2 separate regions of the Mus musculus genome follow, and region 2 is linked to region 1. The links are chromatin contacts, called in public capture Hi-C maps. All regions are on one chromosome and are shown on one strand. The core of a region is the stretch at or near the end of the contact, and the rest is flanking DNA. Distances in the headings are between cores, read along the strand shown.

The links. Capture Hi-C pulls out chosen DNA fragments and counts their contacts.
Region 2: a capture Hi-C map of embryonic stem cells shows a contact between it and region 1, with 2.7 times the contacts expected there. The contact joins the promoter of Cds1 here to the promoter of Helq in region 1. A contact is called at or near these places in 5 of 39 promoter capture datasets (cranial neural crest, embryonic stem cells, hippocampal neurons and 2 more), 1 of 115 datasets of contacts at active chromatin or transcription factors (astrocytes) and 2 of 9 other capture datasets (adipose tissue and embryonic stem cells).

What each region holds. Positions count from the first base shown.
Region 1 is chr5:100,796,951-100,800,344 of GRCm38.p6, forward strand. It overlaps Helq (helicase, POLQ-like), which reads right to left and starts at 1,650. Exons shown (of 18, transcript NM_001081107.1): 1 at 1,344-1,650; 2 at 1-112. The coding sequence starts at 1,523. Mrps18c (mitochondrial ribosomal protein S18C) reads left to right here and starts at 1,809. Exons shown (of 6, transcript NM_026826.1): 1 at 1,809-1,910; 2 at 2,602-2,663. The coding sequence starts at 1,820.
Region 2 is chr5:101,763,238-101,766,631 of GRCm38.p6, forward strand. It overlaps Cds1 (CDP-diacylglycerol synthase 1), which reads left to right and starts at 1,893. Exons shown (of 13, transcript NM_173370.3): 1 at 1,893-2,252. The coding sequence starts at 2,136. It overlaps Gm42134, which reads right to left and starts at 2,026. Exons shown (of 6, transcript XR_880489.2): 1 at 1,733-2,026; 2 at 571-635.

The sequences.
Region 1 (3,394 bases), core at 400-2,899:
CACATTCAGGCAGTTGCATATATCTCTGTTCCAGGTCATCAACGTGAGCTAAGAAGGAACTTTCTGTAAAGCTGTCATAGTCACCAAACATGTCCTCTTCGCTGTCATTTTCCTGTAAGGAAACAAAGATACATACATGAATTCCATCCTCATTTTAAAAAAACAAATGTCCCAGCAAAGGACTATCCCAATGATATCACTATATGCAAATTATCCTCTGAATACATATTATCATCACCAAACAAAAGAAACAAGTCCAGAGAGTTGCTCTGACTTGCCTAAACAGTACTGCTGGCTTATTATGGGATATCAGGATGCTAAGAAACATTTTTTTAAAAGTCAGAACAGGATCTCACCTTACTGAGGCTACACACTCCTGATCCTCCTGCCTGTTTCCTGAATGCCTCACCATGCCTGGTTTTAGGAGGTGTTGGGATCAAACCCAGGGTGTTGGGCATTCTAAGCAAACATTCTGTCAACTCAGATACATCCCCCAAGGGGTGATACTGGAATTCTAAATTATTTATTCTGGTGCTGCCATGTGAGCCCAGGGCCTGCCCCAGGCTCCGCTGCTGAACCTAACCGCCCAGTCTTTGGCATTTTAATTCTTAAACCTATGCTAAAGCACTTAAGAATGAAAGAACAGTAACTCTCTCCAAGATTCAATAGATGCTTCTGATAACTGTGGTAATTCCGGCCCAGGCACTAACGTAGAAGCTGGTCTGCTACAAAATCATGATTGTGCCATTAGACACTACAATGTTCCACTAGACACTACAATGAAATTCTGTTCTGAACTTGGAATTGAGACAGTCATGTGCACACTCATGTATGGTGGCTTACAGAACAGAGATGTAAACTGGGAGGTGATAATTATTTATTGAGTCACAACTTTAGTCTCTCAACTTCCCTGGACTCACTTACCGTTGTAAAAGTCTACATAATATGGCTAGTTTAATAACGTAACTAGCAATTAATGGGTCATCAATAAAAATGTTTTATCAGTAAAGTAGAGCCGAGCCATTTGGAAGGCTAGCTTTCTCTCTGTCAAGCCAGTTAATTGCCCCGTGAATACTTTTTATGACAGGGGATGGAAGGAGCATGTAGGTTTGACATCTACCTAGAAGTCGGGGGTTTAAGCAGTGTCTCCCAAGTGATGGAGATAAAAGGATAACAAAGGTGAGAGAGCGAGCTAAGGCTACTCATGATGTGCACCTGGGAAGAAGGCGGTTTCACCTCCCGCGCAGCCGTGCCCGGGGCGGGACACGCGGTTGCCACCGCAGCCCCTGGGATGACAGGACCGGGCGAGTCAACGGGGATGCGGGGACTCAGCAGGGCTGTACCTGGGCGTGCTCCGGGCTCCCGGTTTTCCGGCGGCGGCTCCCGGCTGCAGCTTCGTCCTCCGTGTCCTCGGCAGGCTGGAGCTCGGCCGGGGTCGGGGAGGCACGGAGGTTCTCCAGGTTGCCGCGGTTCCTTTTGCGGACAGACACCCGCCGGCGGATGCGGGGACAGCCGTCCTCCATGACAACGGCCCAGAGTCCCTGCGACAGCCGCCCTGGGTGCAGCCCGGAGCCGGTGGCGCCGTTCTGGAGACAGCAGGTGACCCAGCATCAGCTTTCCATCCCTCAGCAGCGCAGCCCCGGGTCACGTGACTTCCGGCCCGGGAAGCGCGGGAAGATAAAGGTGCAGTGCATTGAAACCCGGGCCGCGTTCGCGCCGGAACCTTTGCGTCGAATCCCGGGCAGACAGGGGAAGAGCACCAGAAAGGACCTGTCGGGGCGCTTAGGGAAATAGAAAGGAAGAGGAAGGGCGGAGAACCATGGCCGCTCTGGTTGCTCTGTGCAGTGGTATAGGGAGGAAGAATTTGACAACCGCGGCTGGCTGCTTCACGGATCGCGGAACTCAAGCAGGTAAAACGTCCGGCATAGCATTATAGCCGCTGATTGTCGGTGGGGTCCTCGCCGTTAGCAAAATGACTATTTCAATAGAACTAGGTTTGAGATAAGTGGGAGGCTCGAGTCATCGTAGACTAGTTTCCTAGAGCTGAAGAGGACTTTGAGGTGTAGTCAACCACTTTACCCCGTTACTTATTCACTTTACAAAAACCTATCGCCCCGACTCCTCAATAAGACTTTCTGGACACTTGTTGGCTGTGGTTCTCTTGCATCTGTTTCCATCCGCTGCTTGGACGAAGCCTCTCAGGAAACAGTTATGCTATCTAGGCTCCTGTCTCCAAGGTGTAGTCAACTCTTTTTTTGTTTGTTTGTTTTATGCTTCTTTGTCAATGTCTTGAATCTTTTTATTTCTCCTTTGGAATGACAGTACCATTCTGTTGTTTCTGTACATATTTGAATTTCAATCCGTAACTGTAGAAATGAGAAAGAATTTATAGGAGAGGAAGTATATATGTCCTTTATCCAAAGCCTTTGGAACCGCTCATTTTGAGTCCTATTATGTCCCAAATCTAACAGGTTGCTAACTAATCATTGAAAAGAATGTTTGATATTGTGCCCTTTGATTATCTAGCATCTTTAAAAACGTAAATCTTGGTTAGATATGCAGCGAATGAAAACAATTGTGTTGTCGCCATTTTCTCTTTAGTTTCTGTGATTTGGAGACGATGTTTTTCACAGTTTGAACAGGTAACCAGCAATGAGGACCTGGTAAGATTTCGTTTTCTTTTTTTAAAGAAGACATTATTTTATTATTTGTATGTATGTGGGGGAGGGGAGTTGTGGAAGCCAGAAGAGGGCATTGGATTCTCCTGGAGCTGGAACGAGGTGGTCGTGAGCCACTGGGTGTGGGTGCTGGGATTCAAACCCTGTACTTAGTAACATTAGGGAGTACTTTTAACCACTGACACCTATCCAGCCCCAGGTCCCCCTCCCCCCATATTACTAATTCATTTCCAAATTCAGCCTAATTTTTAATATTTGGAATTCAATTATAGGACAAAATAATGGTTATCTTTTATTGACTATAGTCACTTGTGTTTTGTAGAGAATTCCTAGATTCAGTCTGTAATGTATTCTTCTTCATAGATATTAAATATAAGGATACATGATTTGAGAATATCTAAATATAGCTTCGGTGGGTAGGATAATTGTAGGTAATAGAAACCTGACAGGCTACCTTGATAAAAGATCCAAATTCAAGTTTTACAGTAAGACATTCAACTAGTTGCTTCTTAACTATAGGTGTATTTTTATGGGTTTCAAGTGTGAACAGGGATGTGGGAGCCTAATCACAGCACACGAGAATTTAGCTGGAGCTGAGAAGGAATACAGCTTATATTCAAGGCAAGCTAGATATGGTGGTATACACGTACTGTGACAGCACTTAGGAAGCTCTGAGGCAAGAGGAGCTTGTGAGTTGGATACATCCTGGACTACAA
Region 2 (3,394 bases), core at 643-3,142, 970 kb after region 1:
ACCATGTAAGTCAAAACATAAAACACAAAGCATAAAGGCCAAATAATTTCCCATCAGGCTATAGATCTCCACCCATTTGTTTCTTCATTCACTTCTTCAACAAGCACTGCTGACTGTTCTGAGGGTAGGGGCTGGCTCTGTGGCAAGCCTGTGGTTCCATTGATCATTCAGTGAGCATCAATAACTATAATGAAGACAAAAATAAATCACCATCTCAGCTGAACTACAGGGAGTGGCAAACTTCAGGAAGGGTGGGAGCACGGTGATGGCTCTGTTCTCTCCCTCCTCCCTGGGTGGAGGAGTACTACTTCTTCTGTTACTCTGACTGACTTCTCCGGTTTCCTCTTGCCTCAGCAGGCTTTCCTCCTCTACCACCCCAAAGGGAGAAGAAAGAAAAGGAAGAAAACCTAGAGGTTGTCTGTGGGAGGGAGAGGGAGGGAGGGAGAAGTGCTGAGCTACCTCCCTGTGCCTGTGAGTCTGACACTGACACCTCTGACACAAGCACCAGAACAGCTAAAAGAGAGGCTAACCTCCTTGTTATTCCTTTCACTGATGGGGACATAGGCTTACCTGCTTACTAGAGGCCATGGAGATAATTGGCACCACGGGGGTTAGAACACTGGCTCCTCAACTTCCTGGAAGAAAGTTGAAAGGAACTCTGGTCCTTTCTGCTGGGTAGGATCAACAGCCAGAGCCAACCCATTCCAGCCTCTGTGGTCCCCACCCCTTACTCCCCCACCCCCCACCCCCACGGTCATTTTATCTTTGTATCCAGAAGTACTTTTTCTCTGGCCCTCCAAAACAATGTAGATCAATTGACCTAATTACTAGCAGTCTTCCGTTCCTTATGGAAAACCCACACCACGTCCATCTCATATCTTCCATTAGTTTTAAATGATATTTATCTATTTATATGTGTGGGTGTCAGCGTGGAGATCAGAGGACAGCTTTCTGGAGGCAGTTCTCTATGTCCATCATGTTGGGGATTGAATTCCGGTTATCAGTTTTGGCTGCAAGTGTCTCTCTACCTGAGTCTACTGTTTTTCATTGCATCCTCCTCTGACGTTTGGTTTTGCTGGTTAGTTATGAGGCTTTAAGGACAACATATTACTTATTTTTAGTAATGACCTGATAAATTGTTGATTTATTACAATAAAGGTGCTCCTCTGTCTGGTTTGTGTGAATTACGGATGTGTGTCTTTGGCCTTTAAGGACCAGCTCGCAAATATGTGTGAAAAAACCCCCTAAGCACCTGCTAACAGGATTAGACTAGAGTTAAACCAGATCATGTGTCCATCCTGTTCCACCTTTAGCGTCCCAAGGTCCTTGTCTTTCAGAGAGGTACCCCGCAGCGGCGCCCTAGGGCATCAAAGGCTGTCTGTGGATCCTATGGTAGAAACTCTCTGAGAGACTCAAAACCCCGAGTTTCCCCAGTACAGAACCTGGGTACGATATTGAAACTGTTGGCCAACTCATCCCCAGGCACCAGGGAGGTTAAGCACTGGCTGGAACGCAGAGCCAACGGGTCTGTCCTGCCCAGCAAGTTTCTGCTTGGGGACGCCTGCGACGCTCCGCCACGCTGCGGCGTGTCAAGCAGGGCCGAGTCCCTTGGAGGAGTCAGTTGAACTCCGCCTGACATCCCTGCGCCAAGGAGGACTTCCCGGCGGCGCCCAGGCTCGCCCCCGCGTTCCTCCGTCCCTGGCTCGTCCCTCGTCCTCGGCCGTTCGCGTACCTTTCCGTGCCCCCACCTGCCCAGGGAGCCGGGGCAGGGCCCGAGCATTGACGTCATCGCCCGGGGCGGGGCCTCGGGCACCGCAGTGCAGCGCGGAGGGGCGAGCGGGGCGGGGCCTGCGGCGCGTGACCGCGCTGCGGGAGCTCGGCGGCGGGAAGGTGGGGCGGGCCGGGTGGCGCGGTCGCGAGGCGCGAGGGAGGGCCGTGCTGCTCCTCCGCCCCCTGGGGCCAGTGCGTGGAACGGCGCACCTGGCAACGGCGCCGCGTCCCCGCCCGCGCCGGTCCGCACACCCTGCCGGCGGCCTCGAGCGCTCGCTCGTTGATGCCGTTCTGGGGGTGACCCGGCGCGGCTCCGCGGTGGCGGGGCGCTAGACGACGCCAGCCCAGCGACGCGGGAGCGGGACATGCTGGAGCTGCGGCACCGCGGGGGCTGCCCCGGCCCTGGGGGAGCGGGGGCGCCGCCACCCCGCGAGGGAGAGGCGGCCGGCGGTGACCACGAAACCGAGAGCACCAGCGACAAAGTGAGTGAGTGCGGCGGGGCCGGGCCGCGCCCCTGGAGCGGGCGTGTCGTGGGGGGTCCTGCTCGTCCTCTGTCCCGGGGCGTGCGCGGCCGGGCCGCCGTTCCGGAACCGGACTGCACTCTAGCTTCTTTCCCGGATCTCCTGGTTCTGGGGTCAGGATGGAACCCGTCCCCGCAGGCGCTCTGGCTGTCTAGTGGCTGTCACCTCTCTCGCCTTTCCTTGGTAGGGCGACAAAGTTGGGAGTAAACTTAAGACGGGCACCTTGGGTCCTAGCCTGTCATTGGAGCCTGGCGCAGACCGGCTTCTGGAGCTCCTCCAAGCTGCGCTTTCGTTTCTCTGTTCTTTTTTTCTGGCTGATAGATTTCGGAGGGTTGAGGCTGTCATATATGGGGAACATGTAAGTGCGCCTCAAACCAGGCAGTTGTCCCATCGGTGGATTTCATTTAACCGAACAGGCTAATTCCAGACTTTTAGCACGCCACTCCTCCCCCGCTTTAAAATAGATGAACTTTGCTTCATATTTTAAAATATGCGGATATGTACGGTCACTATTATAATTGAAGCTAGGAAGAGTCAAACGTTTAGGTGTGTTTTCTGATAAACCAGTGCCAGTAAGAACTTAGGAGGAAAAATAATAAAAGTTTTATGGCTGCATGAGCTTGGTAGATTATGAAATTGGGCCAGAGAATAGATTTGCTATACGAGTTTGCTTACAGAATTCCTCTTCGCTTGAGAGACTCAAAACTTTTGAATCATTCTTGGATTTCTGTTTTGTGGAATGTAGTGTGGTGGTATCTGCCGTCATCCCAGCACTTGGGGGTAGGTGTGGAGGCAAGGACTGCCAAGATCATTCTCAGCTTTGTAGTCAGCTCAAGGTTGGCCCGGGGCTCAAACAGACACAAAAGACAGACAACCCAAATGGACTTGCGTTGCCCAAGGTCAAGTTCTCTGCCTTTTGGTAGTGGAACTAACTTCTCTGTTTTCTGTCTTTTGCCTTTTGCTGTTCTGACGCTCTCTGGCAGTGTGACTGAGGGGGAAGTTCCTCCCAAAACTTACACAGATGAACTTGATAGAGCTTGAGTTACAAATCTGTGCTGCCGCAACAATATGGTTAGCAATAAATACGTGATTTTAGAACCACA